2 separate regions of the Sus scrofa genome follow, and region 1 is linked to region 2. The links are chromatin contacts, called in public HiChIP or PLAC-seq maps. All regions are on one chromosome and are shown on one strand. Each heading gives the region's core, a stretch centred on a gene start, on an enhancer-like site or on the middle of the called end of the contact. The rest is flanking DNA. Distances are from core to core; before and after follow the strand shown. Region 1 holds the start of SLC25A51 (solute carrier family 25 member 51). Region 2 holds the start of TRMT10B (tRNA methyltransferase 10 homolog B).

Evidence for each region. HiChIP or PLAC-seq counts read pairs in DNA pulled down with a chosen protein or histone mark.
Region 1: a contact with region 2 is called in an H3K27ac HiChIP or PLAC-seq map of alveolar macrophages. The contact joins the promoter of SLC25A51 here to the promoter of TRMT10B in region 2. A contact is called at or near these places in 1 of 5 promoter capture datasets (fetal liver) and 1 of 2 datasets of contacts at active chromatin or transcription factors (alveolar macrophages).

Annotation. Positions count from the first base shown.
Region 1 is chr1:238,663,100-238,669,844 of Sscrofa11.1, forward strand. It overlaps SLC25A51 (solute carrier family 25 member 51), which reads right to left and starts at 4,329. Exons shown (of 3, transcript NM_001258408.1): 1 at 4,237-4,329.
Region 2 is chr1:238,514,699-238,521,585 of Sscrofa11.1, forward strand. TRMT10B (tRNA methyltransferase 10 homolog B) reads left to right here and starts at 1,344. Exons shown (of 9, transcript XM_001928975.4): 1 at 1,344-1,414; 2 at 4,561-4,779; 3 at 5,388-5,496; 4 at 6,137-6,261. The coding sequence starts at 4,594.

The DNA.
Region 1 (6,745 bases), core at 3,079-5,578, 150 kb after region 2:
TTTAAAAAAAAAAAAAAGTCTGGTTAATACAAATATCGTCTTATAATGCACTTGCTGTTTAAAAAAAAAACTTCTAATCTTATGTGTTATGTTCACTTTTTTCTTGAGCAGCATAGCAGGTTTACCTAAATTACTTTCCTCTCATCCCAGCCAAGACTCAGCTCTTGAATTTACCAATTTTACCACTTTTCGGTTTTTAAATTTTTCCTCTTTATCATCTCATTTCTCCTTTGAGTTTATACTAATCTCTTAAAAAGGAAATATGTTATTTTCATTTATTGTTTCATGATGAGATTTTAAGGCTATGTATTCTCTTTTAAGCAAAACCTTTATTATTACTTTTTAAGACATTCTATGGAGAATTTGGGTCTTAGTGGCAGCCACTTTACCATCTGTACCACCTCCTACTTCTTTACCACTGTGGCTTTGATTTGGCATGACACGCACCCATTCCAGAGTCCTAGCCAGTTCAGGCTTGTGCATCAGAGCATAACCTTAATTTACACTCAGGAGAAGAGCATCTTTCTCGCAGCCACAGGAAAGATGCTATAGGAATGGATCCTGACTACCCTCCAGTCTATAAAGGTTCAATGACAAATAACCCTGAAGCTGACCTTCATCACTGAAGGGACAAAGCAGCAGCAGACAGCTAAGCTATTGCTAAGTTTTTAACCACAGCAAGACACTGGTCACAGATGCATATGAGCCTGAAGCATCCAGGCTCTGTAACAGTCTTACCACAGAAAGAAAAAACAGCCACTTCTAAAAGAACCCATCTTTCTGCTGTATCATGATGAAATACATGGTGACAGGAAAAGAAACTGAGACTTTGAAAAAAGAAGTAAACATGTAAAGTGTTTCTGTTTTGGAGTCTCCTAGTGGCTCAGCGAGTTTAGGATCCAGGTTTGTCCCTGCTGTGGTGTGGGTTCAATCCCTGGCCCAGGAAATTCCACATGCTGTGGGTGTGGCAAAAAAAAAAAAAAAATTCTGTTTTGTTTTGAACTTTTAGTCCATCCAGGATAAAGAGGATTTTCTAGCACCAATATGAGAAGTTGTAGCTCTGATATCTAGTTGTGGCCTGACTTGCCAATCATGTTATTTTGACTTGCTTTTCTAGAAAAGCCTTTTTGCTAAAATCTGTACAGACTTTCCTCTTCATATCTGAAGTATTTTATGTAGTATTAGCATTGTGCCATGGAGCATTTTAGAAGACTCAATTTTTAAACCTGATTACCTATTACTGACTAATTGTGCTAACTCCTGCTTCAGCAGCTGTTTCCCTTAATTCAGGACACAACTCTTTTTTTTCTTTCCTTAGGACACAACTCCTTTTGATGGCTGTCCTTCACACACAATTTTTGTGGGTGTGCATAAATCTGACTTAAGGAGAATTTAAAAAAAGAAAGAAAGAAACCCATAGCTTTTAAATTTGTTTAAAACAGACCCGTTACATTTTGTGCTCTTAAGCAATTAAAGGAGCCAATGGCATTTTCAGTCAAAGAAAAATTGTCCTGGAGTTCCCCTTGTGGCACAGCAGAAACAAATCTAACTAGGAACCATGAGGATGTGGGTTAGATCCCTGGCCGCGCTTAGTGGGTTAAGGATCTGGCGTTGCTGTGCACTGTGGGTGTAGTTCGCAGATGTGGCTCGCTTGCTTCCTGCATTGCTGTGGCTGTGGTGTAGGCCGGCAGCTATAGCTCTGATTTGACCCCTAGCGTGGGAACCTCCATATGCCTCAGGTGTGGCCCTAAAAATAAAAAATAAAAAAAAAAGCAGTTTAATGGATTTCTTGCTGTAGTGCAGCAGGTTAAGGGTCTGGCATCACCACAGCTGTGGTGTAGGTTGCAGCTGCAGCTTGGACTAGATCCTTCGTCCAGGAACTTCCATATGCCAAGGGTGTGGCCAAAAATAAAAATTTACAAAACAACAGCACAGAAATACTTTGTATCTACATAATGTTTTGCTCTTCTTCAGAGTTTCAGGACTAAACCATGTTAAAATCAACAAAAATATTCAGATCTATGTGACTATTCCTAACTCACTGAGACATTTACAAACATAAAAAAATTTCATTTTTACACACCAAACACATAACATTTAAAAGCTGCTTAACAATATGTTCCTTGTTAACACAAACCAAGTTATTTGCACACTTGAACAATAAAATTTTGTCCATGTTCACTTTTAATTTTTATTGGAATGGTACCTGCATTACTTTCCAAAATTTTGCAAATTAAAGTGACTTCTACTAGTTTTGTCATGATCCTTTGTGATAATGGGGACTGTTACTCAACAAATAGAAAGTTGTGACTAACAGAAGTTAGCAAATTTTTTTTTTTTTTTTTTTTTTTTTGGCCATACCTGCAGCATATGGAAGTTCCGGGACCAGGGACTGAACCTTCGCCACGGCAGCAACCCAACTGTCTGTGGGGACAATGCCAGGTCCTTAACCCACTGCACCACAGAGGAACTCCCAGCCAGTCATTTACTGACCACTGCAATTAACTACTTTAAGGAATTTAAAGAACATTATTGTACATTTAGGGTCTCAGATTTTTAAAACTAGGCCTTGACATAGGGAAAAGGAATGCAATGAAACCCTTCTGGACTTTACAGATTTAAAGCTTTCCCTCTCATTTCTTCCTAGATAAGGAGATAGTGTAAACAGGTTCTTAATTTAGCCAGGAGAAGGAAGGATAGTGTACAGAGTATTCTGTAGCGATGAAATTAAAAATTTTGTATATTTATACTTGAACATGACTAAATTTCTTTGCTAAACTGATCTACATATTTAAATTCTTTAACATGGATAATTCACTCCAATTTATTGCAACATATATATACCATAATTTTACATTGCCTGCTACCTAAAACACTCGACCTATGTCAGCATAAGGAGGCAAAGTTAATCAAGATGACTTTCAAGCAACTCCAAGTGTCAAACTTTTATGGTAAAAGAAAACAGTGTAATCTAAATGCTCACCATAATTTATAGCCCACATGGATAAGACACAGTTGTGAACCCAGCACAAAGGTCTTTGTACAAAAACTACGGAGAAGGCAACTGTAATTCTCCAAGGATGTTAACTCCTACAAGTCAGCAGGTCTGAGTCAGCATTCACATAAGATAAACCTGGGATCCAGTGGTCACTATCTTGCCACTATAAATTTAAAGCAATGTCTATGATTTAAAAATCCACTTCTCTGGGCTTAATCTACCAAAGGAAAGACCAGGTAAGTCCACTGCTTTTTAAAGAGACTGCTTGTGATCTTTGCCTGAGATGCACTCAAGGTGACTCCAGATCCAAAACGCCTAACCTGTGCTCTGAAATCACCCGCGGACCTAACCAGTCCTAGAACCTTTTGCTTTCACGGAACCCTTTCAAAAACAAGTACAGAGGAAGCTCAGATTGGCAAGGTCACTACCGTTACTCTAAGGGCTTCTGTTTCACAGCTTGCACGTAGTGAAACAGAAGGTGGGGATTAAGACCAGCTGTATACAGTTATAGGGCCAAAAAAAGGGTAAATATAGCCTTTAAGACGCCCCACTTAGATAAGCTTAATACCCAATAATTGGTACAAATTTACAATTAACAACATAATCCCATCACCACCACCAGACCAAAAAAAAAGCCTCGTACTACAAGTTTCCTACAACGCGAAGCAACATGGTGTCGCAGAATAAGCATTGTCTGGTTGTGCGGCTGAACTTACCATTCTCCAGGCGTCCATTTCCCCAGTGTGTGATAAGAGGGAGGGGAGGGTGGTGGGTTCGCCAAAGCCCCTTCCGTCTCTGACACCGGACAGAATAAGGGGTCCGGGGCCCATTCGCAGTGCCGGCGCCGCTCCCCTCCCGCGCAGGCAAAGCAAGAACCCTTCCCGCCCCGCTCTAGGTGCGCGGCAGAAGGCACCTCCCCGCCCCAGGCGCGCCCAAAAGAGCGCGCTGCCTCCTCCACCGGAAAAGCTCTTTCCGGCAGCCGGACAGCGCCCCTGGCTCAGCGAAACCCGGCGGCCGCCGGCCCCTGCGGCTGCAGGCCCCACCCGGGAGGGCACGAGCGGCAGTGGCGGGGCGCGCCGTGGGGCGGAGGGGACGCAGTGCGCGCGCGCGCGCTGAGGGGTAGGTGGGCCAGAGGACGCGGCAGACGGCCTCCTCGGACCCTCCTTCGTGCTTCCAGGCACTCCTTGCTGAGGCCGGGGGAGCCCCGCGTTTCCCTCTCACCCGCCTCCCACACTCACCCATCGCCGCGGGCCCGGCTCCGCGCCCGGTAGCCGCCCGCCCGCAGGTAGGCCAGCCCGCGAGCCCAGCCGGCGCCGGCGCAGGCGCAGACATTGACCGACCCCAGAGCTCGGGGCGGGGCGTGACGCGCTGGACGCTGCCGAGCCCGGTCACGTGAGGGAGACTACGCCGCGCTGCCTCCCTCTAAACCTGCGGAGGGTGAGGGGACGCCTGCCCACCCCTGGCAGCTGTGCGGCGAGCGAAGGCACTTGGGGGGTCACCCATCACATCTGTCGTAGGGCTTTGAGATTCCGCTGGATGGAATGCCATACCGTGGGTGCCCTACGGTGGCCTTGCCGTACCAGAAACAGCCAACGCGTTCTCTAGTGCTTGGTAGCCGGGAGGACCCCTGGGTACTGACAGTTGTGGGTTGCAAGCGCGCCTTTGCTGAGGCCTTGAAAGTCTCCGCCTCCCTCCCCTTGTAGCCTTGGTTAGCTTTCATTGAACCCTCGGAGTGGCATATTGTCAGCTGCTATTACTGCAGGTCACAGAACACCTGTGTGTGCTTTAGACTATACAAGTCATTTAAAAACCCTGTTTCCTTTCAACCTCAAACAACTTGCACGCATTGAATGCCACTGCACTGAGAATTAAGAGGCATAAGTCAAATCATAGTCCTGACCCTTCCTGGGAGTGACTTTGGACATGTCTCTGAGCCCCAGATCCTGAAAAGTAACACCTGCCTTACATGCAGCCCTTGGCCCCTGTAACAAGCACTGGGAGCAATGATCTGACTCTACCTTATATACTGGAAGGCACGCAGATGTGAGGCGTTGAAGGAGAGTGAGGCTCTACAGGAGGCTCATCAGATCTGTGAGGTGTATGCTCTTTAAGTGGGGTTTGTCAAATAGGCAACTCACCTGGCATGAAACACTGGTCAGGGTATGGGTATAGGTTGATGGCTCTCCCTGGTCACTTCCCCTGAGAGCATTTTGTAGATATTGACTCCAAAATTGTGTCCAGTTTGCCTGAGCTGGCCTGATAAACAGCTTCTTGGGGTGTGGGAAACCATGCTACCTAATTTCACCACACACTCTCCAGAGGTACCTACTGTGTGCCATCGTCCTCACCTGAACTCTCTTGGGGGGAACTTAGAATCCAAGTAAGGATATAAAAACAAAAACTCTGGAAGTTTATATGCATGAGGGGCTTCTTCCCTTAAGGGACAACCAGGACGGGCTTCACAGGGTGGAGGCGTTTGAACTGGGCCTTGGAGGATGAATGAATGGAATTTGGATGAGTGGAGAAACTCATAGTGGCAAGAGATAAGGTTGTCAAGGACAGGTGGTGAGGTCTGATAGGGCAGATCTTGACTTTCAAGTGCAGGCACCGGGCATCTGATTAGGGTTCGGGGATAGATTTCAGGCTCCACAGGATAATGACCAGGCCACACAGTAGTTTGGAGTGATTAAAAATTGGGCAGCAGTTGGGGAAGGGCATTTACGTTGGAATTATGTTTGCCCTGTCTTGTGTGAATCCCTAATCAGCTGTATTATTCAAAAAATAAATAAACCAGGCAGGCAGCCAGTGTGTTCATAAGCATAAATAATTCATTTCAAATTAGAATGGAGAGGTTCTTCTCCTAGGGTAAAACCCGAAGAGGAGGCAGAGATTGAAATTAAACACACAATTGGGGCACAAAAGACTCAAAAGAGTCAGGAAATCCCAAGCTGATAGGAACACTCATGTCTGGAGCCCAGCCAGTCTGTTTCTTTTATGCTGTAGGTCACAGCGCAGGCCCCTGCCCCTCCAGCACTGGGTTCCTTGTCAGAACCCTCCTACATGCTTATTTGGCTCTTCTTGGGCATATGAATGTTGGAGGTCAAAACCTCTGTTTTCTGGAGTTCCCGTCATGGCTCAGTCGTTAAGGAATCCAACTAGGAACCATGAGGTTGTGGGTTTGATCCCTGGCCTCGCTCAGTGGGTTAAGGATGTGGCATTGCCGTGAGCTGTGCTGTAGGTCGCAGATGTGGCTCGGATCCCGCGTTGCTGTAGCTCTGGTGTAAGCCGGCAGCTACAGTTCTGATTAGACCCCTAGCCTAGGAACCTCCATATGCCGAGGGAGCAGCCCTAGAAAAGGAAAAAAAACAAAAAACAAAACCCTCTGTTTTCTGATTCAGGAATCATCATAAAATTAACCTTTCATTTCTCTGTCCTCACCCACTCATTCTTACATTCATTCTTCAGTCTCTTAAACTGTTCTGCACACCTCCAGCCTCCATATCAGCTGTCAGAGAATATCCTCTAACCCAGCTTTGATCATCTCACTCCTCAGTTTAAAAATTTCCAATGGTTCCCTCTCCCCCACTCTCCCAGCAAATCCAAACTCCTTGCCTTGGCTCACGGGCTCTCGGCATCCTACCCCCTCTGCCTGTCTCTCCACCACATCCCCAGCTACATTCTCTGCTTCAGCCATGCTCAGTTTCTCCGTGTTTTGCAAATCCTCCTGTCACTTAAGCCTTTTTCCCC
Region 2 (6,887 bases), core at 94-2,593:
CCTCTCTGAAGAGGCAAGGTTTAAGCTGAAGCCTAAAAGGTAAGAAGGAGGCAGTCACGGAAAAACAGGGAGGAAATGGAACAGTATCTGCAGAAGCTGTTGGTGTGTTTAAAGCATTTCAAGAAGACAGGTGCGACTGCAACACAGCAAGCTGGAAGAAGAGTGATAGATGAGGTTGGTGGGGCAGCCAGGAACCAAGCATGCAAAGCCTTGAGAAAGTTGGATTGCACATCCAAGTACCATGGGAATCCGCTGAGGAGTTTGAGGTAAGGGAGACAAATAATCATATGGTAAATGAATGGGCGCCCAAGGAGGGTGGGCAGTAATACCAGCTAGGAGGTCTTTTCTGTGAGGAAGTGGCTGTGAGCTCAAAGATGAAGAGACACAAAAGCAGTGGCAGGGAAGAAGGAAAGGTATTCTGCAAGACACACGGACTGGCAGGGGCGGTGGGAGCCGCTGAAGACCATTTGAGCCACTTAGCAAATCCTGCTGAGTGGGGAGCCAAGGCCAGTTTACAAACAGAGACATTAGAGGTGGGTTTCAGAAAAAAAGCTTTCTGGGGAGGAAAGCATAGTTAATTTCATTCAGTATTTTACAAGGTGCTCCAGTAGCAGATAAAGGATGGATTAAAGCACGGACTGGAAACCAGTGGGTAGGTGTTGGAGATGCTCTGTAAAGAAAAGGGGGAAAACTGTGAGGTCAAGGACAGATCCAGCAGGGCTTGGTTTCCCCAGGCAGGAGGTATTTCAGGCTCTTTCATAGTATGATCTCTCAAAAGGGTGAGACTCCTAGGACTGCAGGAATAAATGGAAGAGCAAATGGTAGTTTTTATCAGGGCAAGGTTTGGGCAAGTAACTTCAGCTCTCCGAGCAGTAGTTTCCCTGGGGATTTTGAGGAGAGATGGAGAAGGGAGAGTGGCCGGAGGCTAGGCTCAAGCCAGGAGACCTGTTATTATCCTGGACGGCCGGGTGGTGGTGAGGGGAGCTGTGTCAGCTCGTGGGCCTCGCTGCTTGTGGGGAAGCACAGAGAGCCCGGAGAAAAGCAAGGCTCCCACGATGAGAGCTGAGGGGTGGTTCAAGTCTGGTTTCAGCCCTTAAGAGCCACCGAAGGGGCTGGTCAACCTGCAGCAGCCCTGTGCAGTCGGCAAGCGACTGGGATTGTGGGCCCAGCTAGTAGGCTAGAAAACAGAGGCTCAGTGAGGCGCGGCAACCTTTCGGTGGGACGCAATTCATTTGTGCCACTATGGGGCTTGGGAGCCGACACCAAAGCCTCCACTCTGGGCCCTGCACACCTAGCTGCCAGGCTGAGAACTACAACTCCCAGAAGGCCATTCTCCAAGAGAACAGAACCGGAAGTGAAGTCGGAGGCGGGGCCTGAAGGCGCCGCTGCCTCTGCGTTAAGGTGAAGGGTTCAGGTATGCGTCGGGCTTGTTGCGGTAAGGGTGGGGGTCCGGCCTGGGGCTGCTTCTGTTTCGCGGGCAGGGCATTCGCCCGGAAAGCCAGGGCCTGCGCAGCAATCGTGTGACATTATTTTCTCTACCTTTCTTGGTACTTCCTTCCTGCTTTCCGTAGCCCTCGAAGCCTATGGGCCAGACGGGGCCTACACGCGGGGTACTGTTGAACCCAGAGTCAGGGTGTTCTAGTGCTGAAAGGTGCCAGAGGAGTGGAGCCGCCTTTAGTGGCTAAAACAGAATGAGAAGATGAGAGAAGCATGCAGAGTTTGGTCCATCACTTAGCGCCCAGGAATATGCTCATCAGGTGGGACTTGGGTTATAAAGTTGTGAGGCCTCTATCAACTTAGAGATAGAGGTGGAGTGGAGAATTTATTAATTTGGCAAGTCTTTATTGGTTGTCTGTTATGTATGACGCTCATTTCCAGGCATAGAGGATATAGTGAACAAAGCGAACAGAACACCTGCTGACATTATAGGCACGGGAAAGTTCAGGCAGAAAATTAAGTAAAATATGTGCCATGTTGGTTAGTGAAAATCTGAATTAAGTGAGGAAGATAATCATAAGTTATCTCCTGCCAACCACACACAGAAACTTGTTGCGCTATGCTTTTTTTGTTTTGTTTTTTGTTTGTTTGTTTTGTCTTTTTGCTATTTCTTTGGCTGCTCCCGCGGCATATGGAGGTTCCCAGGCTAGGGGTCTAATCAGAGCTGTGGCCGCCAGCCTACGCCAGAGCCACAGCATCGCAGGATCTGAGCCGCGTCTGCAACCTACACCACAGCTCACGGCAACGCCGGATCGTTAACCCACTGAGCAAGGGCAGGGACCGAACCCGCAACCTCATGGTTCCTAGTCGGATTCGTTAACCACTGCGCCACGACGGGAACTCCTGCGCTATGCTTTTAAAATCTTGGCATTTTGGAGTTCCCGTTGTGGTTCAGCAGAAATGATTATGACTAGGATCCATGAGGATTCAGGTTCGATCCCTGGCCTTGCTCAGTGGGTTAAGGATCTGGCATTGTGGTGAGCTGTGGTGTAGATGCAGCTTGGATCCAGTGTTGCTGTGGCTGTGGTGTAGACCAGTGGCTACGGCTCCAATTCGACCCCTAGCCTGGGAGCCTTCATATACCATGGATCCGACCCTAAAAAGACAAAAAAAACAAACAAAAAATTTTGGCATTTTGGAGTTCCCCTTGTGGTTAAGTCTCAGTGAGGATGTGAGTTTGAACCGTGGCCTGGCTCAGTGGGTTAAGGATCCTGCGGAGGGGCATAGATGGAAGATGCAGTTTGGATCTGGCTCTGCTATGGCTCTAATTTGACCCGTAACCTGGGAACTTACCTATGCCACAGCTCGGCCCTAAAAAAGAAAAAAAATCATGGTATTTTATTGTAAGTAAATTGTACCGCAGAAGAATTTAAAGGTCAAGGTAACTAACAGAAGAATTGAAAATAAAAGAGGTTAATGCAAGTTATTTGAATTTTAGTGTTGCACAGGGAAAGTTGATGAGTTAAGAAGTAATGGTGTAAGCATATGAGTTCAGGTTGAGGATTTCTGGTTAATTACCAGAAGAACTAAAAATATCTGGTTAACAAGGGTTTCCCCCTCTAAAGGTAGAAGCAGTAGAAGGAAGAATCTTTGCTTTTCATTATAAATAGGTCTTTTCAGTACCAGATCCATGGATATTTTGTAGATGTAGATATTTCATAGCTTTACTTTTTCAAAGATAGACATTTTCCTAAGATATTGGTAGCACCCTGGACTCAGGGAGTAGCCCCATGAGCAATGGTTACACCATTGTTATGATTATTTTCTTTAAGGCCGCACCCATGGCATATGGAGGTTCATGGGCCAGGGATTGAACCATGCCTCTGCAGCAACCTGAGTGGGGTTGCCACAGCAGAAACTTATTATACCATTCTTTGTGACACTTAATTGTACACTGGAGCACTTCTTACTCATACCTTCCTCAGGGATATTGAACATCACCTTGAAATTATTAAATTTGTTAAGTGTGCTATAACAATTGTTCATCATATTTTTCTGCCTCAGCACTATTTTTTTGGGGGGAGGGGTCTTTTCTAGGACTGCTCCTGTGGCATATGGAGGTTCCCAGGCTAGGGGTCTAATAGGAGCTGTAGCCACCGGCCTATGCCAGAGCCACAGCAATGCAGGATCCAAGCCACGTCTGCGACCTACACCACAGCTCATGGCAATGCTGCATCCTTAACCCTCTGAGCGAGGCCAGGGATCGAACCTGCAACCTCATGGTTCCTAGTCGGATTCGTTAACCACTGAGCCACAACCAACTCCTGCCTCAGCACTTCTGCCAGGTTTTAACAATTTCCCCTATGACTGTGGCTTTCTGCTGCAATGATACTTAACTCAATAGGGGGAGGGACTATGTAGTTTGGAAAAATGAATTCTGATACATCACCAGCAACCTAGAATTCTTGGTTGGTTTTGAGCCACTCTTTACTATAACTTTTGGCTAGCTCTAAATCTGCTAGGATGTTTGTAGTACAGGACTTTGATTCCAGTAGGTTCTCAGTAAATATTTGCTAAAGAAATTGTTTTGAAAATAAATGTAAGTGTAGGGAGTTCCCTGGCAACCTAGTGGTTAGGGATCTGGCATTGTCACTGCTATGGCGCAGGTTCAGTCCCTGGCCCAGAATTTCCACATGCCACAGGCTTGGCCAGGAGCCCCCCCATCCCCCACAAAAAAAGAAAGGAAAGAAACAGAAACATAATGGAATAGGTAGATTTTACCATCTCTTATCTCACTCTCAACTCATACATGCATTTCAAGAACACAGTAAATGCACTCATTATCTGTGTCACTGTAGTGGTGAATAATCGTTAATTGCTTGGGGGCATCAGTAATTGTGCTTATCTTCTAAGAAGTGAATGTGGCTTCCTTACTACTGAAATATCTCTGTGCTGACTTACTTCTCTAGAAGACACACATGCTTTTCTCAGTTCAATAAATCTGTGTTAGTACTTTATACACTTCTGCTTTGTCACAGTAACACTATTTGTCATTTGGATATTGAAAAATACCTCTGCAGTGAAATAACGTAGTGTCTCACATAATTGTGATTTTTTTCTAAGCTGCGTGAAAAGGACAGAGAAATAACTAAGCACATGGACTGGAAATTGGAAAGGAGGGTTCAGAAAACAGAGTCACATGTGCTACAGGAGGAAGGGGTCACCCCAGAGGACACGGGTGAAGATGGCATCTCTGAAAGCTTCCAGCTTCTACAGATGGATGTGGACTGTGAGCATCGAGAGGAGGAGACCCTGCCCACAGGCAGTGCAGTTTGGTGCTCGGTGAGTGCAGCGAGCTATCTGGTCATGGCCTTTGAAATGATGGAATGTCCTAGAGACCCCCATATAAGAATACATACTGGTAACAAAAAGACTGGAGATGAGGAGTTCCCATGTGGCTCAGCAGGTTAAGGATCTGGCATTGTCGCTGCTGTGGCACAAGTTTGATCCCTGCCCAGGAATCCACATGCCATAGGTACAACAAAAAAAAAAATTTTTTTTTAAATAATAATAATAATGCGGGGTGGGGGGGAGAGTTTGGTATATTCCAAGGAATTAGATTTCCTGTTTACTGGTTTAAGGTATAAGTTCTATCTGAGATACAAAAAAAGTACATAAAGTTCAAGAGGAATTTTTATACAGCTCAGTCATGAGATCAATCCTGTCCCTGATAAATTTACTGTGACCTCGGGCATGTCACATCTCTTTTCTGGGGTTCTGCTTTCTCTAAACACAATCTAATCCACTTTTGCTTTTAAGACTAATATCCTTTTTCTCTCCTAACTTTATATCTAAAATTTAAAAATAATTAAGTAACTATTTCTAATATTCATTTTCCTTTTTGGTGCTTATGAAGTTCTCAAACAATTTTGTTTTCTGGATAACATAAGAAAAATGTCCAAAGAAAACAGAGACACTGGGAAAAGATAGTTGCAGCAAAGAAGAGTAAAAGAAAACAAGAGAAAGAAAGAAGAAAAGCCAACCGTGTAGAAAATTCAGGTAACGATAAATCAGATTATTTATATAATTGGTGCGGATATATTTATTTCTTAGCAAACTGGTATCTGCATGTTCCTAGGAGAGGAGGATGGTTGATTTTAAGTAAAAACAAACATCTGGGAGGTAGAACCTGTTGTCTTATTTTGTTGGGAATTAAAGTCCCAAAGAAAACAAACTTATAAGGCTTCCTTTCCAATATAAGCTGTCTAGTGCATAAGTGTATTTATAAGCTCAGAGGTAGAAGGAATGATATCAACAACAGGCAGCGTTTGTTCAGTGCTATGTGCTAGGTTCAGTGCTTAGAATTTTACATGGATTACTATAAGGGGTAAGTACTTTTATTATCCTCAGTTTGTAGGTGAAGAGACTGAGGTTCAAAGAAATTAAATAACATGCCCAAGATCATATAGGTAGTAAATGAACAAATTGAACTCTGATTTAGATCCGGCAGTGTGCTCCAGAGCCCACACTTCAGCACGCTGCTATACCTAAGCTGCCTAACGAATGAATACCTTGCATGAGCTTCAGGTTTCTTGTCACATGCAAGAAAGTACTCACCTGGCTGGGGAGATTTGTTTTGTACTGAATATTATTCCTCTGCTTTTCCATTTTTATCCCTCTTCTGATATTTTTCTTCTAGGCATCTGCCCTCAGCACAGCAAACGTTTTCTGAGATCCTTAACCAAGGAAAAACTTTTGGGAGCCAGACATTCAGGACCAAGACTCTGTATTGATTTGAGTATGACCCACCACATGTCTAAGAAGGTAAAACATCCACTGAACTCTGCTTTCCTGCTCACCCGAGGGAGGTCCAGGTGGGAGCAGCTTTCACGAAGAGCATGACCGGCTCCAGCTTCTGTGATTCTGTAGTAAACCAGCAAATGTGTTTAGTTTTCTACACGTGGCTAAGTTCTGGAGATTTTTTTTTTTTTGGGGGGTGTGCTTTTTAGGACTGCTCCCACAGCATATGGAGGTTCCCAGGTGAGGGGTCAAATCAGAGCTATAGCTGCCGGCCTATGCCACAGCCACAGCAACGCCAGATCCAAGCCAAGTCTGTGACCTACACCACAGCTCACCGCAATGCTGCATCCTTAACCCACTGAGCGAGGCCAGGGATCGAACCTGCAACCTCATGGTTCCTGGTCAGATTCATTTCTGCTGCACCACAGCGGGAACTCCAGTTCTGAGATATTTGTAATAAAGAGTCAGGAAGAGTATAGAGGTCCTCTAGTTTTAAAATTTTTACCTTATCTTCCATGTTGAGCCCAACCCCTTTGCCTCTCATTCCATGGTGTCCCTAGTCTAGATGGAGCCTTTTGGGTTTGATTCTCCAGAGGTGAACTCTTTCAAGTTTTTTGGTTTTTAATTGATTTACAATGTTGTGCCCATTT